2 separate regions of the Mus musculus genome follow, and region 1 is linked to region 2. A link is a contact called in public Hi-C data. All regions are on one chromosome and are shown on one strand. The core of a region is the stretch at or near the end of the contact, and the rest is flanking DNA. Distances in the headings are between cores, read along the strand shown.

The links. Hi-C and Micro-C count contacts between places; a contact is called where the count stands out from the background.
Region 1: a Hi-C map of rod photoreceptor shows a contact between it and region 2, with 2.6 times the contacts expected there. The contact joins two enhancer-like sites. A contact is called at or near these places in 5 of 484 Hi-C or Micro-C datasets (cerebellum, cerebral cortex, forebrain and 1 more).

What each region holds. Positions count from the first base shown.
Region 1 is chr9:47,803,521-47,809,005 of GRCm38.p6, reverse strand. All of the region lies in intron 5 of Cadm1 (cell adhesion molecule 1), which reads right to left. The region is part of intron 2 of Gm10677 (predicted gene 10677); the gene reads left to right. Among named protein-coding and RNA genes, the nearest start is that of Gm10677, 12 kb to the left of the region's middle. Within about 2 kb of position 3,150, at least 8 of the 459 cell types and tissues checked have an H3K27ac peak or open chromatin away from gene starts, as enhancers often do. A contact at or near this core is called in rod photoreceptor, where this site is marked.
Region 2 is chr9:47,715,020-47,720,656 of GRCm38.p6, reverse strand. All of the region lies in intron 1 of Cadm1 (cell adhesion molecule 1), which reads right to left. Among named protein-coding and RNA genes, the nearest start is that of Gm10677, 100 kb to the left of the region's middle. Within about 2 kb of position 4,291, at least 16 of the 459 cell types and tissues checked have an H3K27ac peak or open chromatin away from gene starts, as enhancers often do. A contact at or near this core is called in rod photoreceptor, where this site is marked.

The sequences.
Region 1 (5,485 bases), core at 1,901-4,400, 89 kb before region 2:
GGACCCAGGAGTACCAAGTGTGAGAGGGCAGGACATCAGTTGGCTGAGAAGTTAAAACAATTACCACAGTTTTACTTTCCCACACAATCCCACCACTTAAACAACAGCCCCTTGGCCTTTCACAAGTAGTGGTGGGCTCATTAGTATTGCTCCTAAGGAACACGAGAGAAGACAGAAATATGGCCAGGCTCTGCCAACCTCACCCCTCATGCAGCTATGGCCGCTGCACAGTGAAGTCATCACATGGGACACCCCGCCTAGGACAGCTGTTACCAGATGAAACTTTAGTCTTGATTCCACCACATGCCTTCTGCAATGTCACACAAGATATTACGGTCCTTTTAAAAGAGCCCCCTGAACGCCCACCTGTGTGCACTGCCCACTGGAATAGGTGCTGTTTTCTGAAGAACAATATTCACTTGTCAGAGGACATAAAGATGACAAAAGACCCGGATGGCCACTGCCAAGTGACACAGTCCTTTTCTTGGACTTACAGGCAAAGGAAGATGTTGAGGATCCTGATAAATGTTATCAGAGAAAGGAGGAAATGTTTGCATAGAATAAACAGGGTGACCTTGAGCTAGCTCTGGCTCCGGGGCTGAATCAAGAGCTCCTGGACAACCATGTTTAGATCATATCTCAGACCAAGCAGAGCCCTAGAGTGCACTGCAGGACTATTATTTTTAGTGATACAACTTCTTCTGCCTGGCACGTAGCTATTTGATGAAATTTTGTGTTTTAAAAGGAGAAAGAGAAATGAATGTGAGGTTGTGACACACAGATAACGGAAAAACCTGTCTAATAATTCACACTCAGAAACCAAAAAGCATCCAAGAACTCTTGCTTAGGGGACTTCTGACATAAACATGGAGCCCAAATCTGGGCAGCAACTTACTGTTTGTTTATAGGTTAATTTTCATGCCCTGCTGACTTCAGCAGCTCATCTGCACTTGCTACCTGTGCTTGCCAGAGCATGCTTCTTGCTCTCTTAGTCTGCACTGGTTGGTTTGTGCTACTAATGTGTGCTTGCTGCTCTTTCTTTCTGGTCTGGAGTTGCTGGTCTATGCTTTGTGGCCTGCATGTAAAATTTCTATTGTTTCTCTCCTCTGTGTAATTTACAAGCAAACTGGAAGAGTGGATTTCCAGAGAATGCATTCTGGTCTTTCCATGCTCAGCTTCCATTAGTAATAAGAGAGCAGGAACAGTTCTAGTCCACCCTGCCTCTCTGGAACCAGTGAGTTTGTTTTCGTTATATATATATATATATATATATATATATATATATATATATATATATATATATACATATTTAAAAACATGTGTACTAGTTGTCAATCACACACCAATCAGGAAGAATAAGTGAAGGGCTTGTCACACCTAAAATTTGTATTTTAAGCCACAAAAGCTACACCTTCAGTTTTGATAACTGATTTCTTTTCTCTGATTATGGTCCAGTCCCAGGAAAACTTGTACCACGTTATGTGTGGACACAGCTGCCACATGACCTTAATGGCTGGCAGGAAACGCGCACATCAATATTGCCTGTATTATATAGAAAAGTTCCCTTTCCATAGACACACACAGTATTTATGGCATATTATCTGCCCATGGGCAGCCGAGCTGTCTTCATTCCCTATAAACCACACAGAAGGCCTGAACTCTAAGATCTATCCCCGAGGCGACAGGAAACTTGAAGGCAAGTCTCATCTCCTTGCTCTGCCCTAACTGAGGAACGTAAGGCTCTTCAGCAGGTGGAACAGAGTCCTGGGGATTCCAGTGATGTCTCAGGGGCGTTGAGTGCTCCCAGAAAAGACCCTGGCTGCTATAGGAGGATGGCAAAATGTCCAACCATCCAGACAGTTGACTGCAGAGCAAGAGCTCACCATTTATATTTTAATTATGTTCATAAATCAAATGTTATAACTTACCAAATCTTCTCTGAAACAGAATCAGGCTCCAAGTTTTATCTTTGAGTAATGAGGTAAAGCCTAGTACATTTTCTGGGGGATCATTTTACGCCTCGGTTGGTGTCGTCAGGCGCAAGGCTAAAAGCCAGACGACACTTTCTACCCAAGTGCGATAACTGTCCAGCGACATATCCCTCAGAATGGCTTAATGTCATTATAAAATGGAACTGCTCTATAAAAAAATAAGGAAATAGTTAGGCCTGTGCACTTAAGGAGCATCACACTTGTAGCGCTGGCATCAGCAACAGCCAATCAATTAGGTGGAAAGATCTGAGGTTTTCATAATACACTGTAATTTCTCTTAAACCCTCTACAATACACTTAGCAAGACTGCTACAGCCGACAAAATTTGTTCATTAGTCAAAGTTGCACAGAGGGTTAAATACCAGGAGGCCATAGGGCACACTATAGTAGCAACCAATTAAAAAAATAATTTTAGGAAGGCATTCTGATTTGATGAGACATTCCTTAAATGTACTTTCCCTCTGTCTATAAAGGGGAAAATATAAAGGAAACTCTTAAAGAGGTCTGAATGGCTTGCTGGCAGATTACAATTGATTTCATGCCAGTCTGACCTTGCACTCTGTTCTGTGATCTTCTTAGAAGATGAAACTCAAGATTCTGTAATCTGTATGTCAATTTCCTATGCAAATGAAGACGCGCAGGCTCCTGTCAGAAGCCTGACCCTAGCATATCAGGTCTGTGGTCCCCAGTCCCTTTGACTAGGATGCCGTCTTTCCCGTGGCAGAGAGCAGAAGAACTGAGGCCTGGGGGGGGGGGGGGGTGTGTGTCCTGATACCTCAGCAGGAGAGCTATTATCCCAGGGGCACCTGCAACTTTCCCTCTTTTTCCTAGAAGTTCTAAATCAGGGCATGCTGACATCAAATGTTCTTTGACATGGCTACTATAACCAGGCCCAAGGGCTTTGCATGAAAATCTCTACCTGTAACTACAAGGGCTTGAGTGCAAATCTCCAAGTTCCATGTTTCATTTTCATCTAATGTTCAGAAACACACTGTGTGTGGGGTTTGGCGCCTGTAGATCAAGGGCTCACGTTTTCAGTCCCCACCCCTCAGGGCAGCATCAGTTAAGGCTGCTACCAGTCTGGCTAGGAGAGGGTCTGGGTCAGTCCCTGTGCACTGGAGCTTGCAGGAAGCAGTGGCTGGCTGAGGAGTCTGTCAATCATGGAGGATTACTGCAGTGTGGAGTAGAACAACAATGCAAAGATTAACCCGAGATTTGGTTCGTATTAGAAGCTGTTTGAGCGCAAAGCCAAAATCAGCTCCTACAATTCGGTTGTCTAAAGTGCCGGGGAAGACAGCTTTGTAATGAGAAGAGGGCAATGTAGGGCACCCAAGGAGACTACATACACCTGGCTGGGAACAGGTCCACAGAGCTCCCAGAGAAGGGAAAGGGGCAGGCTGTAAAGTGCTTCCTTCCTATTGTCCTGAGACATGAGTGACAACTTCCCCAGCTGTTTGTTTGCTCTCTAGGTTAAAGGTCTTTGTCTGGTATGGTTTGCAGCACTTAAAATTATACTCACTACCTGTAACCCCAACAGCTGGGAGGCTGAGGCAGGAGGATTTCCATGAGTTGGATAACAGCCTGGATTACTGAGTGAGACATTTGCCTCCAAACAAACAAACAAACAAACAAACAAACAAAGGAAAGAAGAAAGGACAATAAAAAACCAACCAACTACACTTCTTGAAGAGGGAGGGGCTATCATAAAAGATTAAGACGGGCATAAAACAACTCTACTTAAGAGAGCATCAGCAGCACCAGACAATGCTATTTCCCACTAAGAATCCACTAGGTACAATAGTAACAAATACACAAGTCTGTCTTAGCCTCAAAATACGGTAAGTCTGTAGGTTTGTCTGTTTTGGAGATCAAGCCAGTTCCCCAAGTTTGAGGAGCAGCCCAGGTAATTTGACTGTTGAACCTGCATTTTTTGGCATGGTTACCTGGCATTTCTGGAATCTCTAGGGATAGGATCAAGAAATTTCCTTGACTATTCTTTTTAAATTGAAATCGTTTAACCTTCCCACAGAATCAGAATCTTATGGTGAGCTAAAAGCCATCAGGCAGGGTGTACATTAGGAGACGAGCTTACTATCTATGTAAGAACTGGATCTGTACACCAAACCAGAGCCATCTTTTATCCACTAAGGTCAGGGGCAGCAGCACTGGGTTGTCTGTGCTAAGGAAGGCAAAGGCCTTTCTCCCAGGGATCATTCTCAACTTGCCCAACCCTGCCTGCTTTGGTCCTGTGGGCTCCATTACCCACAGTCCATGGAAACTCCAGGAACTCCAAGATGTCCCTGGTCTGGCCTTGCACAAAGAATGCTAGGTTACAAACTGGGCTTCAATCAGCGGTCTCTCTGCCTTGATTGTTTCTCATAAGGAATAATAATCACTAAGATAACCTCTCTGAACCCAGCTCATTGATACACACACTGGAGCCTGCTGGACACAGAACACAGAGACCAGATAGCAACTGGCCCAACCTGAGAACACAGCTGTTTTCACTTTAAGAATACAACCTGGGAACAGAATTAACCTGGGAGAGCCAGGGAGGAGCCAAGCACCTGCTGTGGGAAGCTTTATCCTCCAGTCTAAACAGGAGGGAGTTCCCAATTTCCAGGTTTTTCATCCTCCATCACCACAGGGCACTATCAATATCACAGAAACATTCATTTTGTCACAGATAAAGAACAAATTTTGATCATCTCTCCAATGCCCAATTTTCCTCTAGTTGAGGGGATGGGAGGTAGGGATGCAGGGAGAGACACCTACCCTTCTCTAGACCTTGGATGGATGGGGATATGGATTTATAAAATACCTGGCTACACCCAGTCAATAAAACTCATTTTGAGAGTCATGCCCATGTCTGTGATTAGCTGTCAGGTGGTAATCTGGGCGGGGAAGTGCTCTAATACCGGTTTCTGGAAGCTTTGTTTTCATTTTTCCCTTCTAGACTCAGCTCTTCATTTGTTTCTCTCTTTTTATAAATGGGCAAAACCTGAACAAAATGAGGATGTTTTGCAAAACATTCTAAAGAGCAAGGCTCTGGTGGGGAAGACGGAAGGCGCACAGCAGGAATCCCAGCTCAGGCTGCCTTGTGTCCAGAGCAAGGCTTTGTTTCCTTCAGCTCGCACTCAGAATTCCATACTGGAGGTCACAACTTCCCTTTGAATTCCCAGCTTATGTCGCCATGTGTTGCCACCTTGATGCTATTTAGACAGGTTTCTTTTAGCACACAGACAGTGAACTGGTCTGTTTAAACAGGCTGTTATCTGACAGGAGCGCATTCCTTCAGAGCTGAAGCTGTACTAACAGTTTTAGGACAGAATCACACTCTGCTCTAATCAGCCGCCGTGTACAGCTGCGTAACACACCTACAAGGCGTTTGCAAGATGAGGAAGAAGAAAAGCAGCACAGAAGGACTTTAGGGTCATCCAGATCAGCAGATCCAAAAAGCACAAGCGTTCGTTCTCTGCGTAGCTTCTAAGAAT
Region 2 (5,637 bases), core at 3,042-5,541:
GAATAATGAAAAGATTCTCTGCACAAAGAAAACAAAACTACCAGCTTGTCCCAAATCAGAGTATCTTTAGCTTTAACCTCGAGGGAAGGACAAGATTTTGCTCTCTTAAGGTATTTATTCAGCATCTACTTATTGTTTACCAACCACACGTTGATTGAATGTCCCAGCATGAATAGAACGTATTTTCTTCCTGCAAGAAGCTCCCAGTGAGGTGTGGGAAGCAGAAAGAGAAACAAGTTGTAAAGCACCTGGGCACTGTAGTGACCGCCATATGAGATGCTGGAGGTAAGCGAGCAAAGTGAGATGTGGGCAGGTCCACCATCAGAGAAGCAATGTTCTGCTTCCTGCCTCAAAGCCACTTTGAATTTCTATTTTTGGATGACTCAATTTAATGTGCCCTAGACATTGTGCTTATTTGCCAGACATTGAAAATGGATTAATATCACTACAAGGTGTGCTCTCTCCTATCACCTTTAGCAAGATGTTTGACACCAAGGCACCCCACGTGTTGACTGCGGGAGGGCAGGGCATTCTATAAACATATGGCTGAGATTTACAGTCTTTATTGAGTAGGCTTCATACAGCTAGCTTACGAGCATAAGACAACTCAGTCTCAGGAAATACTTTAGAACCACTCCTATCTTATGCGGTATCAACACTAAAGCTGTGTGAGGGGTAAGATTATCTAGAACGCAGGCAGCATGCATTGAGCTTTGCTTGGTACAAACTTGGCTTTCACTTCCTGTCCCTCCCCTGCCAAAAATGTGAGAAAACTCAAGGCGATTTTTGTCCATACAAAACTAAAGTTGAACGTTTGCTCATATTGAGAGAGTCGGGTGATGATACTGTCTAAATCCTACCTTAAAAATGACATTTATTGCCCAGCAAGAACTCTGATAATCCTTTGTTTGGGAGAGAGCAGCTGAAGAGATTAAAGTCAATCTAGGTGCAGGCTTACAGGTCCCTGAGACTTGGCCATATTTCATCCTCCAGCGTCTAGAAGTGGGGTGGCGGGTGGAATTCCACTATGCACTGCATTCAAAATATCAGGCACAGCTTCAAAAATCTAATCAAGGCAGAGGAAAATATGCTGTTGGAGATTCTTGAGCTCCTTAGAGGAAAGACAGGAGAAAAGCAGAAGGCGGTAATACTGGTAACCATCTTTCATGTTACCGCTCGAACTGTTTGTGAAGAAAGATCACGAATGGAAACCTGATTTTTGCATTCGTCAGTGGCCATCTGTATATGCTATGCGGGAGGATTTATTTGTAGGCCATAGTAATTAAGCCTTCTGAGTTTTCCTGTACAGTGACTAGCACAGTAACAGTACATGTAATATCTTCTCAAATGGAAAACCAACCAACACCCCAAGAAAACCCCAACAAACAGCAACAAACCAAAAAATACAAATAAAACAAAAACAACCCAAAGAAATCACAAATCTACCATCTTCCCTATTCTATCATGCTTCCCAATACAAAAGCAGAAGGAGTTGAAACATTCAAATGGACGACAGCAAGCATTTGCCTGGCAGACCTACAGGGCAATTTCGTGTATGCAAAGTTCCTAGTCCTTGCAGAGAACTTGACGAAGGTGAGCTGAACTGCCAATTTCTACAATCATCTCTGCAAACAGTTTCAGTACGAAAAGCTAAAGCGGGACTGCTCAGCAAGGGCAGCATTGGCTGTTGTATACGTCTCACAACAACTGGGAGACTCATAAAACAAAGATGGCAGGCAGCAAATTGGTCAGGAAAGCCTAAGGTTCAAGACACTCCAGCAACTCCATCTCTGCTTCCATGCAAGCCCAGCTGCAGGGATGATCTGTCAAGTTCCTTTCTCCTTTCCTGGCCTTCCTTGCTTAAGGCTAGTCAAGTGACTAAGCTCCTCCCTGTGTGAACAGGAGGGCCAGATTCCTTCCTGAGCATGGTGGTGAAGAAGGCTGTTTCCCTTCTACCTTTCCTTTCCCCCTTCCAGGAAGCTGAAATGGTTTGGCCAGGGTGGTTCCAGAAGCTAGCACACAAGATGGCACAGCCTCTCCCCACCCCCACCCCCCGCCCCCTGGTAAGCTTTGACTATTAATGGCTGGGTGAATCTGAGGTAGCTGGATATGTGCGACATCCAGGCTAAGCTAGCATATGTACAAGAGGTAAATCACTAACTTAAGCCACTACAAATGCCATGCTTTCTATCTTCACTAGTGAAGTCCAGATCTACAGAGAGAGACCACAGTGCCACAGACAGTCTTCTCTGCTGCTCGTCAGTGGGGTCAACCACATGGCCCCTCTAGGACAAGAGCCTTCCAGGGTAGCCCCATACAAACTCCCGCCCTGTTTCAGTAGGTGGCAGACTTATAAACACAGGCAGGGCAATAGAAGGAGCCTTTCCCTGGGTTCTTCATCTCCATTGCCTGGTAAACTGTGTCTGAGGATGACGTGGGTGGACACTGGAGGGGAGAAGAAGGGGAAAGAACCACTAAATAATTACCTTAATGAGCTCAGGTTCCTATTATACCTCAACATAGACACTTTTTCTTCTTATCCCCAGGGAATTATTTCTACTATGAATATAAAAAGTTCTCTCACACACAAAATAATTGCCCCAGCCCTCCAACTTCAAAGGACATGCCTCGGTGTAATTAATAGGAGTGAACAGCGCTGATTTCTAAGAAACACAGCAAGGCAGACAAATGAGCCCTCCCAGTGCTGTCTACACCAGGGTTACACGCATGGGCGTGTGGAAGTGTTCCTTCTCTGCTCATTTATGAAGAATTTACGTTAAGTGCCTCCCAGGGTCTATGCTGGGTGCCAGACACAGCCATAAACAGCGCACATCATTCCTGGGCTCAGAAACACTTTCAACAGGAACTCCCGGAGCCAGCTAGCCTGACAGACATCGCAGCAGTGAAAGACAGACAGCACCAAAATGCCCACCAGGACGTCCCTCACAAGCCACGCCAGAAGCAATGCCAGAGAGATGATTCCATCTCATAGGCAAAGTGACCATACCCAAGCAAATAGCTTCCAAAGCTAAATCAATTCCGACCGTGACATATTGGCATCTAGAACAAATGGTCACTTTGAGCGAGAACTTGTTTAGTAAATTAGGGGAGGGAGTTCATGAAATGGTGGAGACTCCAGCCAAGCCACTGGGATGTAAATTGTGATCGGATTCTGAGCTGACACGTTAAACAGTTTAATTTAGGTACAGCTCTCAGCAGTGTTGGGCACATTTGAGAGAAACAGATGCCTTGAATCATTTCAAAGTACATTCCTGTCAGAAATGTCCTTTGTGACACTGAAATCAATTTCCTACGCCTTTACTAACTGTTCTACGAAAAGAAAAAAGGAGGAAGGAGGAGGGGAAAAAAGACTCTTTTAATCAAATGTCTTCCCACTGAGGCAAAATTAAACCCAAACCTATTAAACAGCACAAATTTACGTTCAATTTTTATAATTAGTGTTGCTGTGACAGATAGGACCACAATAGGACCGAATGGGACACGATGCATTTATGTCCTGGAGAACTACCAAAAGTCCTTGATTTGTTCTGAGAAAATGAGGGAAGCCAGACGAGGGCGGTGCTGGGTAGAAGCTATGTGCCAGCTCAGGTCCACACACATCCTGAGGACAGTGCGTGAGAAGTCTGCTTCACTTAAGAATCTCCATCGCCCGCCCGCCCGCCCGCCCGCCCGCCCGGTGTCTGAGAGCACTTACCACCTCTGTCGTGTTATGGCGCCTGTACAGATGCCATGGAACATCAAACACAAATCTCACACTAGTTAAAAAATAAATAAGTGAATCAAAATGCCACCAAACCAAACAGGAATGAGAACAGACTATGTAAATACTGCAGTTGTCCCATCCCCCCTGAAGGGGGGATATAGTTCCTGTGTCCTCTGCCTGAGCAACACCAACTAAAAATACAACGATATTTTCTATTGGGAGTTTTGACCCACCACAAAAGCCCATACTTCGGAAAACACACACACACACCACACACAAACACAATTACCCTTGTAGCTTTACTATGAAGCCACTGTAGGGACCCAGTTTTTTTGTTGTTGTTGTTGTTGATTTTTTTTTTTCCTTAAACCCAGGCACTCTCAGAAGTCCCTGGAAAATTATGTTCTCTCAAAACCCATATTAATTCATCAGACATGAGCATGAATAAGATACTAGTTTTAACGCTTAGTATGGAAGGTTTGCTACATTGTGTGGCTTTTAAGGACAAGTGAGTTGATTTGTGTCCTACAGTGTCAGATGACACAGTGACTCATCTATGGTCAATGAAATAGAGAGTTCATTTTGAGAGAGTGAGTGACTGGGTGTGTGTGTGGGGGGGGGGAAGACTCCTGTGAGCAGCAGGTGCTTTCTAATCCTTCTGTGACTACTTAAGAGTCAGGTCTGGGACACAGGATTTATAAAACTCTGGGGCACAATCCCCATCCGTTGCTTAGCATCGGTTCTTGCTAAAGTCATGAGGATCCAGAGACACTAAGCATCTCCTACCACACAAGGACTCATGGCCGGCAGAAGCAGAGAGTAACAAGCCCACCCATAACGTGTGCTAGCACTTCAGTGATGGTTCTTTATGAGGGTACCCTACTCCTGCCTCCTACCGAAGCAGCAGAGCTTTCTCCATCAGGACATAATGAGAAGCTGTGTTTCCATTCCTCTGCAGGGAGCTGCTAGCATCTTTTCTTTGTTAGGTCCAGTTTACTTTCTGGAGGTGGGTGGTACACATGGGATGCACACACCTGCTTGTGCCCGTGTGAGCATCGAGGAAGGCAGAGCAGGAGTTAGGGTGTCCTGCTATATCATTCTTGGATATATTCCCTTGGGACAAGGTCTCTCGCTGAACCTGAGCTAGGTTGGTGTCTAGCAGGCTGCAGGGATCCTCCCTTGGTCCCCCACAATCCTATGATTACAGACTTTTACATGTTCTACTGACTTGAACTCAGTTCCTCCTGACTAAGCAAGGGTTCTTATCCAGCCAGGCAACCTTCCAGCCTCCTAATAGAGAGTAAAAAGGACTGCGTGACAAGACAAAGTTGAAGAAATACAGCATGCTCTGCTGACTTACTAGTCAGCAAAAGTTAATGAGTTGCAGCTCACGAACAACTCAGTGTAAAACCACAGTGTGTGCATGTTATGAAATTACTCCACAAAAGATTGCTTAAGCAAATTTACAATGAAAAACAACATCAAAACACCACAGAGGTGGAATGAATATAAATACAAAGTGCACTTAAACACCTGACTTTCAGGGAGAGGGAGGGTGTGAGGAACCCTCACCCTGCAGCAGTGATTTTTTTCCCCCACAGTCTAGAGTAAAGTGGGATCAGCAGCCAGCCAGCACTTCTTCAGTCAGTATAGTGTTTATACAGGTAGGTAAGCCCAAACACAGAACATTGATCTTCAATTGCCCCTGCAGCCATGAAGATGGCATGCAAAAATCCCTCCGTGGGCACTCTTCAAGTGGCTGAAATAAACACACAATACCTGGGGATGAACAAGAAAAATTTCAGTGGGGCCCATGGGTCTCTCAAGAGCGGTTTAAACTAGCCTATAAGCTAATAAGAGTGGTTATAAACTGTGAACAACCACTGCCCTACCAGGAGAAGCATCTATCACCT